Regions from separate parts of the Mus musculus genome. Here all the other regions are linked to region 1. Evidence: chromatin contacts called from public Hi-C and HiChIP or PLAC-seq data. All regions are on one chromosome and are shown on one strand. The core of a region is the stretch at or near the end of the contact, and the rest is flanking DNA. Distances in the headings are between cores, read along the strand shown. Region 1 holds the start of Sirt4 (sirtuin 4). Region 2 holds the start of Ung (uracil DNA glycosylase). Region 3 holds the start of Mmab (methylmalonic aciduria (cobalamin deficiency) cblB type homolog (human)).

Evidence for each region. A called contact is a pair of places that touch in the nucleus more often than the background predicts. HiChIP or PLAC-seq counts read pairs in DNA pulled down with a chosen protein or histone mark.
Region 2: an HNF4G HiChIP or PLAC-seq map of pancreatic cancer cells shows a contact between it and region 1. The contact joins the promoter of Ung here to the promoter of Sirt4 in region 1. A contact is called at or near these places in 5 of 39 promoter capture datasets (embryonic stem cells, hippocampal neurons, liver and 1 more) and 1 of 115 datasets of contacts at active chromatin or transcription factors (pancreatic cancer cells).
Region 3: a Hi-C map of B cells shows a contact between it and region 1, with 9 read pairs. The contact joins the promoter of Mmab here to the promoter of Sirt4 in region 1. A contact is called at or near these places in 2 of 39 promoter capture datasets (liver and pre-B cells), 1 of 484 Hi-C or Micro-C datasets (B cells) and 1 of 9 other capture datasets (adipose tissue).

The regions. Positions count from the first base shown.
Region 1 is chr5:115,483,200-115,485,751 of GRCm38.p6, reverse strand. It overlaps Sirt4 (sirtuin 4), which reads left to right and starts at 1,268. Exons shown (of 5, transcript NM_133760.1): 1 at 1,268-1,420. It overlaps Gm42007 (a long non-coding RNA gene), which reads right to left and starts at 1,302. Exons shown (of 2, transcript XR_878704.2): 1 at 1,189-1,302.
Region 2 is chr5:114,129,883-114,132,434 of GRCm38.p6, reverse strand. It overlaps Ung (uracil DNA glycosylase), which reads right to left and starts at 1,279. Exons shown (of 6, transcript NM_011677.2): 1 at 922-1,279; 2 at 159-254. The coding sequence starts at 1,206. It also overlaps a transcript of Alkbh2 not described here.
Region 3 is chr5:114,442,754-114,445,305 of GRCm38.p6, reverse strand. Mmab (methylmalonic aciduria (cobalamin deficiency) cblB type homolog (human)) reads left to right here and starts at 1,279. Exons shown (of 9, transcript NM_029956.4): 1 at 1,279-1,430; 2 at 2,484-2,545. The coding sequence starts at 1,315. Mvk (mevalonate kinase) reads right to left here and starts at 1,037. Exons shown (of 11, transcript NM_023556.3): 1 at 943-1,037.

The sequences.
Region 1 (2,552 bases), core at 19-2,518:
ATTCAAGGCCAAGCGTGGTCTACATAAGGAGTTCCAGGCCAGCCAAGGCTACATAGTGAGAACCCATCTTAAAACAAACACAAAACAAAGGGGGCAATTATTTATTATTAAAAGTGTCAAAAAAAATTCTGGGCGTGGTGGCGCACTCCTTTAATCCCAGCACTCAGGAGGCAGAGGCAGGCGGATTTCTGAGTTCGAGGCCAGTCTGGACTACAGAGTGAGTTCCAGGACAGCCAGGGCTAAACAGAGAAACCCTGTCTCGGAAAACCAAAAAAAAAAAAAAAAAAAAAAAGTGTCAGACTATACATTAACACCCTGTCTCAGAAAAACAAAAACAAAAAACAAAGAAAGGGTCTTTTGGGGAGGGGTTGGGAGAGCTGAAGAGGTGGCTCACTGGTTAAGAGCATTGCTTCTCACCAGGTGGTGGTGGAGCACGCCTTTAATCCCAGCACTTGGGAGGCAGAGGCAGGTGGATCTCTGAGACCAGCCTGGTCTACAGAGTGAGTTCCAGGAAAGCCAGGGCTATACAGAGAAACCCTGTCTCGAAAACACCAAAACAAACAAACAAGAGCATTGCTACTCTTGCAGGGGGACTCAGATTCCATCCCGAGCACCCACAGGGCAGTTCACAACAGGTTGTCACTCAAGTTCCAGGGGATCTGACGCCCTTTTATGGCCGTCAGGAGCTCCTCCTGTATGCATGAAGGTAAAACACACACATTATTAAAAAAAAAAAAAAACCAGTCTATTTTAAAAAGCGTCTTGGATGGAGAAATGCCCGCTAGTGTGAATTCAGGGCTACCCAGGGCTGGGCTAACGCGCTGACACCGAGCTATAGCCCCAGTGCTCTTACAGTATTATTTTGAGTCCGAGGTCTCACTAAGTCACCCAGACTGGCCTTGAACTCGTGATTCTTCCGCCTAAGCCTATTGAGTGGCAGATTATTGTCCTGTGCTACTAGTGAAAGAGTTTCTTTAAGAGAGCGAATTCCTAAATTAGGACTGCTTGGATCCTCTTTCGCACGCAGGACATGGGAAATATTAACCACTTCTTTGGTGGCACAAGCCTCTAATCCGAGCACTTGGGAGGTGGAGCCAGGAGGATCACGGATTTGGAGTCAGACAAGGATATGTCAGACCCTCTCTCAGCAAACAACACAAGCCACAAACAAACAAACACTACAAGAACCTCAAAAGGCAATCATTGCCCCAGGCGTCAGCAGCATATCCGGAACCTTAACTGAGCTGAGCAGGAAAGACAGCGGGCAATCCGTAGAGGAGCGCCCAAGAATCTTGGCGTGGGAGACACGTAGGATTCTGGGACTTGTAGTTTTCTTCCAACTAGATCGGCTTCGCGGACTACATTTCCCAAGATGCACACGTAACAAGCGAGTCCCACTGTTGGGTGAGAATTGTGGAAGGTAAGTGTTCTGATCCGGCTGAAGGTTTCCCGCTGAGCATTCTTACTAGGGATTCCATCTGTCTCTTTTGTTCTCGAGGGGACAAGGAGGATTTATCCCGGCAAAACCCGACTGTTTAGCCGTTCACACGTAGCTGGGAAATCTCATGGAGAAAGCAGGGTCCTGAGCTCTTCTTGGATAGGAAGCCAAGCCTAAATATGTGTGCCTATCACTCGATAGCTCCGCATTATGTCAAAGACTGTGTCAAAGGCTTGTCTTTACAACTAGAAAACCAGACAGGCAAGTTTGTATGCCTTGATTTTTATGTGTCCAAGTAGCAGAATTTACAATGCAGGGTAAGCAGACAGAGTGATTACTTAGCGTCCATCCCAGAGGCCCTGGATTTGGTACCGAGAACCGTGTAGAAAAAGACAAAACAAAACTGACATACTAAAATTAAAAAATCTTTTGGAGAAATGATATAATTCGGTTTAGTTGTATTCCTTGGCCTGGGCTACAGGGAATTCTGTCTCAAGTAATGATAATAATAATAATAATAATATCTGATTTAAACCAAGTAGAGTTATAGAACAAATAGTCCCATGAGAGATAATATTAACAAAAATATAAATATTACTAAAACATGTTTATATTAGTAGCAGGTGAAAAATAATGGGCTATTAAAAGTCTGTTTTTTAGGGCTGGAGAGATGGCTCAGTGGTTAAGAGCACCCCCTGCTCTTCCAAAGGTCCTGAGGTCAACTCTCAACGACCACAAGGTGTCTCACAACCATCTCTGATGAGTTCTTCCCTCTTCTGGGAAGTAGGTGTACGCGCAGGTTGACCATTCATATACATAAAATAAGTAAAAAAAAATTTTTTTAAAGTTTGTTTTAAAAAATATTTAATTTTTTAAAATTAAATTTTATTTTATGTGTTTGGGTATTTTACCTGCGCGTGTATTTGCGCATCCCTTTTATTCCTCGGCGCTTGCAGAGCGCAGACGAGGGCCTGAAACTGGAGTTAAAGATAGTTGTAAGTCACCATTGTAGGTGCTGAGAATTGAAGGGCTTCCGGACGAACCGTCCTCCCTTCTGTTTCCCCAGTGCTACAATCCCAGGCCGGGGCCACCGTGGCAAAATTTTCATAGTCGA
Region 2 (2,552 bases), core at 30-2,529, 1.4 Mb after region 1:
AAAGACTAAACAGCTGGACACACACACAGCTTTCTACCCGGAACACAACCAAACCCGGCACCTTCCATGTCTACCATCACACACTCACTACGAAACAGCCCGTGGCTTAACTGAAACACTGTTAGATTCCTCTCTAGCCAGACCCCAGCTCCACTCACATCTCGGATGTCGCACATCTGGGTCCATGTGAACACCTGCTCCGGGGGCGGATAGACCTTGTGGTGGTTCCTTTCTTCAGCAACAAATCCCATTAGCTGGTTTAAAAGATAAAAGGAGGTTTAAAAGCCCATTCTTACCAGAAACTAAGAATTAGGATTGAAAACCTATTTTATAAAAGGTGTTTGAAACCTCGTCTATTTGTGTGTGTGCGCGCATGATTTAAACCCAAACTTTTTTTAAAAAAACAATTGAAGCCAGCATAGCACCCTTTCCCCTCTTGGGCTGGACTATTTTCATTTCACAGTAACTCCGCCCCCTCTTCTTTTTAAAAGACAGGGCCTCCCATAGCACAGAATCTGAGGTTGGCCTTCACCTCCAGCCCCCCAGCTCTCAAGGGTTGAGATTACAGCCTAAGGCCTCGATCGTCTTTCCTGACTTCTAATAAAAGACCAAAGGTCATTTCATTCACTCTTGTTCACTACCCCAGGGTTTGTTGGCTTTGGGGTAAACCAGGTGGCTTACAAAAAGCCACGAAGGCAGCTGGCGCCCAGCCCGCCAACCTGATTTAACCTCCGGACCCACGTGATAGTGAGATATTTCCCCAAGTTGTCCTGTGACTTCTATGCGCCCTCCTCCACGTAAAACGAAGCCACGACGCCACCTTCCTGCCCTTCATGTAACCCAGACACACCGGCATCGTTGTCAAGTGTGGCACGGAAAGGGAGGGGACGGGGGAGGCTGGCTGGACCCGAGCCCACCGACCTTGACGAAGTACGGCTTCCCGAACTCCCCGCACAGCTGCTGCTTCCAGCTCTCGCCGAAGCCGGCAGGCACGTTGCGGGCGGCGAGCCTGAGCAGCGCCGCGGCCTTGTTCCTCTGGATGCGGACGAGCTGCTCGGCGCTGAGCGGCGAGCCTTGCTCGTTCTGCTCCACCCGGGCCTTCTTGGCGGGGCTGGCCTGCCGGGAGTCAGAGTCGGGGTTGGGAGTCAGGCTCCGGAGCCCCGCTCTCCGCGCCAACCGCAAAGACCGCCGCCCCAAGACGCCCATGGTCCAGCCGAGCAGGGGACCCGCTGCACCCGTCTGCGCTCCCACGCAGGCTTTTCGCGGCAAAACACCTCCCGCCCCTTGCCGCTTCTGATTGGACTATACAAGGGCAGGGTGGGCACGCTGCACACCGATTGACTCTGAGGCGGCCGAGCTCCGTCCCCATTGGTAGATGTCTCGGCATGGCGGCCGTGGACGCGCGCGGTTGTTTTGGACCTCTAAGGTGTCCCAGTCTGGCTGATAAACGGGGTGCGCGGCTCTCCTGCCCGGGACCCGCAGCACCGCAGTCTCGCGCTGCCTGGTGCTGCCCCGCGCGCCTCACCCAAGACCTTCCACGTGGGCTTTTCGCGGCAAAACAGCTCCCGCCCCTTGCCGCTTTTGATTGGACCACGCGAGGAGCAGGGCGGGCACGCTGCACACTGATTGGCTCTGCGGCGACCGTGCCCCATCCCTATTGGCTAGTGCCTCGGCGTGGCGGCGGCCGACAGCGCGCGGCTGTGTTGAACCCCTAAGGTGTCCCAGTCTGTCCGAGCAAGCGGCGTGCGTGGCGCTCCTGCCCGGGACCCCGCCGTACCCCCGCGTCCCGCGCTACCCCGCTCGTCTCACCACGGCATCGCCGCCGATCTCGGCCGCCACTCCGCTCCCTGGGACCGGCTCCGGGCTGCGCGTGGTCCGCTTCCCTGTGGGGGTCGGAGAGAAGAAAGAGTATAGGGTCTTCTGGCCGATCATGCCTGCGCCGAGCACGGACCTCCGGGACTCCTGCAGCCGTGCTCACGGTAGGCGCGCTGCCACCTGCGCGGGCTCCCGTTGGGGGCGGGGAGGCTGGCTGGGCAGGGGTCGGTGAGGCCCAGCGCGCATGTGTGGGAGGGGCTGAGGCCCCGCCCCCGGGTGGGTGGGGCTTAGGAGGTAGGGGGAGCCTGCTGCTTACCTACCTACCTGTCCTAGCTCTAAAGCGGGGCTTTCTCCAAGTCTTACTGATGTAAAGATTGAAGGCCTTTAACCCCGAAATGTTCCACTTCCCCAGATACACCTCCCTCCCTCCTTTTCAGTCCCCTTTGGGGATTGAACTCAGGGCCTTTGTGCATCCTGAGCAACCGCTTGACCACTGAGCCATACACCCCCTTGTACTTTTTACCTCCCACACTCACGTCAGACATACATTCAGTTGTGCAGCTTTCAGTTATATCCTTCCCTCTAATATAACAATCCCAGCTACTCTTTTCTACTGAGTGATCTTTTGCAGGTGTAATTTATTTATTTATTTTTTTTATTTTTTTTTTTTTTTTGGTTTTTCAAGACAGAGTTTCTCTGTATAGCCCTGGCTGTCCTGGAACTCTCTGTAGACCCGG
Region 3 (2,552 bases), core at 30-2,529, 1.0 Mb after region 1:
TACAAACACCAGGAAGGCTGGGCTTGGAGGTGAACATCTTTCATCCCAGCACTGTGGAGGCAGAGGCAGGTGGATCTCTGGGTGTACGAGGCAAGCCTGGTCTACAGAGTGAATTCCAGGACAGCCAGGAGCATGTAGAGAAACTCCATCCAGAACTACCATCCAGAGCTATGTTCCAGGATGACAGTGCAGTGAGCCAGTCAGGTGGACAATGGGAAAAAAAAAATCTGGGTTCAGACCACAGCTCTTCCGTCCCCAGAATGTCTTATGCCATGAATCTGTTTCCCATATATCAGATAATAGAGGCAATACTGGAGGCTGACTCAAAGGACTACCAGCAGCAAGGCCTGTCTGTCTGGCAAAGTGGCCTCTTGACTATACTGAGCTACTCGGCACTGACAGGTTCTCAGCTCCAGAGTTTATTACCACTGCTGTTGCCAGTAGAAACTGACATGAGCTCAGGCATGGACTGCTTGCCTACTCTGAGGACGGCCATGTGTTTGATGCGTGTGGGAACGCGAGGTTTAGATAAAATCTTGCAGGAGAAAGAATCCTTCCCGGACCTCAAGACCACAACCAACCTGTCACAATCACAAACGCGGCTGCCGGGACTCACCTGTTAACGCCCTGTGTTGCACGTTCAAACAAGAACTTCTGCAAGGCAAGAGTCATGTCACAGAGTGGTTTTGCTGGATTTATGGGTGCATGCATTTTTACGTTGTTATAAATAATGCAAAAATCACCCGGGTTCAAGGCTTCACTGGCCACCCCACTGCACACTAAGTAGCCCAGTCTACGGGACCCTAGTCTAGGGGAAACTGTCCGATCTGAGGTCGCCGAGCGCTCAGATCGAGGACACGAAGGCAGAGAACCGCGGCGCCCGGCCCGGGGTGTCCGGGACCCGGTCCTCACGCCGCCCATCCCGCAGCCCAGGCTTCTCACCTGCCCCGGCCAGCGCCCAAGTGAGCTGAAACCCGGGCCGCAGCTCCCGGTCTTCTCCATATCAGATGGGAGAGTTCCAAGGAGGCGGGTGTGTCTTCCTGAGGCCAATCAGAGAGCTGGAGCTAAGGGCTCCTTTACAGATTGGGTCAAACATTAACCAATGGGAACTTCAAGCAAGCCGAAATTGCCTCGCCTCTTTCTACAAGTAATCCAATGGGAATCAAGAGCTGGGGAGTGCCCCGCCCTGGTGCGAGTGCCCCAGGCCAATAGGAAACAGCGATTGAGAGGTGGCGCGGCCGGCTGCGGGGCGGAGTCATCCCCGGGCCTGGACGGGTGCCTAGCCGGGTCAGTCTTGGATGCGTTACCGTGCGCATGGCTGTGTGGCTCTTTGGGGGTCGCCTCGGCCTGCGCGGGCGTCTCAGCGCCTGCAGACTGCTGTGTCCCCGTTTCCAGAGCCGTGGCCCTCAGGGCGGGGAAGACGGGGACAGGTGAGTTTCAGGCCTGGAGAGTAACTCAACACGGAGGAGGAACGGTTGTTTCCGTGGGTACATCACACCGATGACGTGCTCTATGTGGCCTGACGTCACTGGGCTCGTCATGGCGTCAGAGGCCAGGATTTCCTCCCCAAGTTCTAACGGAGTCTAGCTGTGGTCAGTCAGGGCAGGGGCATGCTCTTGTGGGTTTTGTCCGGCCTCCCCAAGCAGTTTGTTTGGATTAGGATTAAGACACCAGGAAGACATGGTAACACTTAGAAACTTGCATAGGGACTTGCAGACTACCATGACCTCATGATCAGCGTTCCCTGTCCAGTCCTCTGACTTTGAAATAATTTTGTGAATTCACATTTTAATTTTAAGTTATGCACTGCTAGTTGAAAATGGCAGAGTCGGGGTTCATTCGCAGTCCTCAAAAAAAAAAAAATTAAGTTAAAATAGCATTTTTGAAATTCCATTTTGACAGTGTATTTTTTTTTTTCCTTGACACTGAAAAATCTTAGAAAAGTGCAAGTGGCCTAGTTTTCTTTCCCCCAGAAGTGCTAACTTCTGTGTTGGGGTTAGAAGAGACAAGAGTTTGGGGAGGGTAATGGACCAGGTCAGGCTTACAGTAGAAGGGTTTTGGGCATGAATCCCAGCCCAGTCTCTTCCTGGAGATCTAGGAAGTTGAATCTTTGTGGGCTCCAGTTTCCTCAACGGAGAAGCGTATGGCTAACTTTGGGAGTGTGGGAGAAGCTGAAGGGCAGTTCCAGGAGCTAGCGGCTTTAGCCCACTGTGGAGCTAGGGCTACATGGAGTGACCAGTTAGTCCTTCCTGCCAGTATTTGCCAAGAATCTTTATTGAGCAGTATGCTACAGCAGCTGCTGTACAGGTAGAGACAGGGACAGGAAGCTGTCAGGAAGGGGCAGCGGGGAAATGGCTGACGGGAGATTGCCATCCCAGAGGCAGAGAAGTGCTGCCCCTGAGGTTGCAGACTGAAAGCTGGGCGTCACTCCCCGAGGCGCAGCCGTTCCCACTTACCACGCCTTTGTGTCTGTTTCTCATCAGGCTGCAGCCGTCCTCGACGGCAGCCAAGATCCCCAAGATTTACACCAAGACGGGAGACAAAGGTAGGCC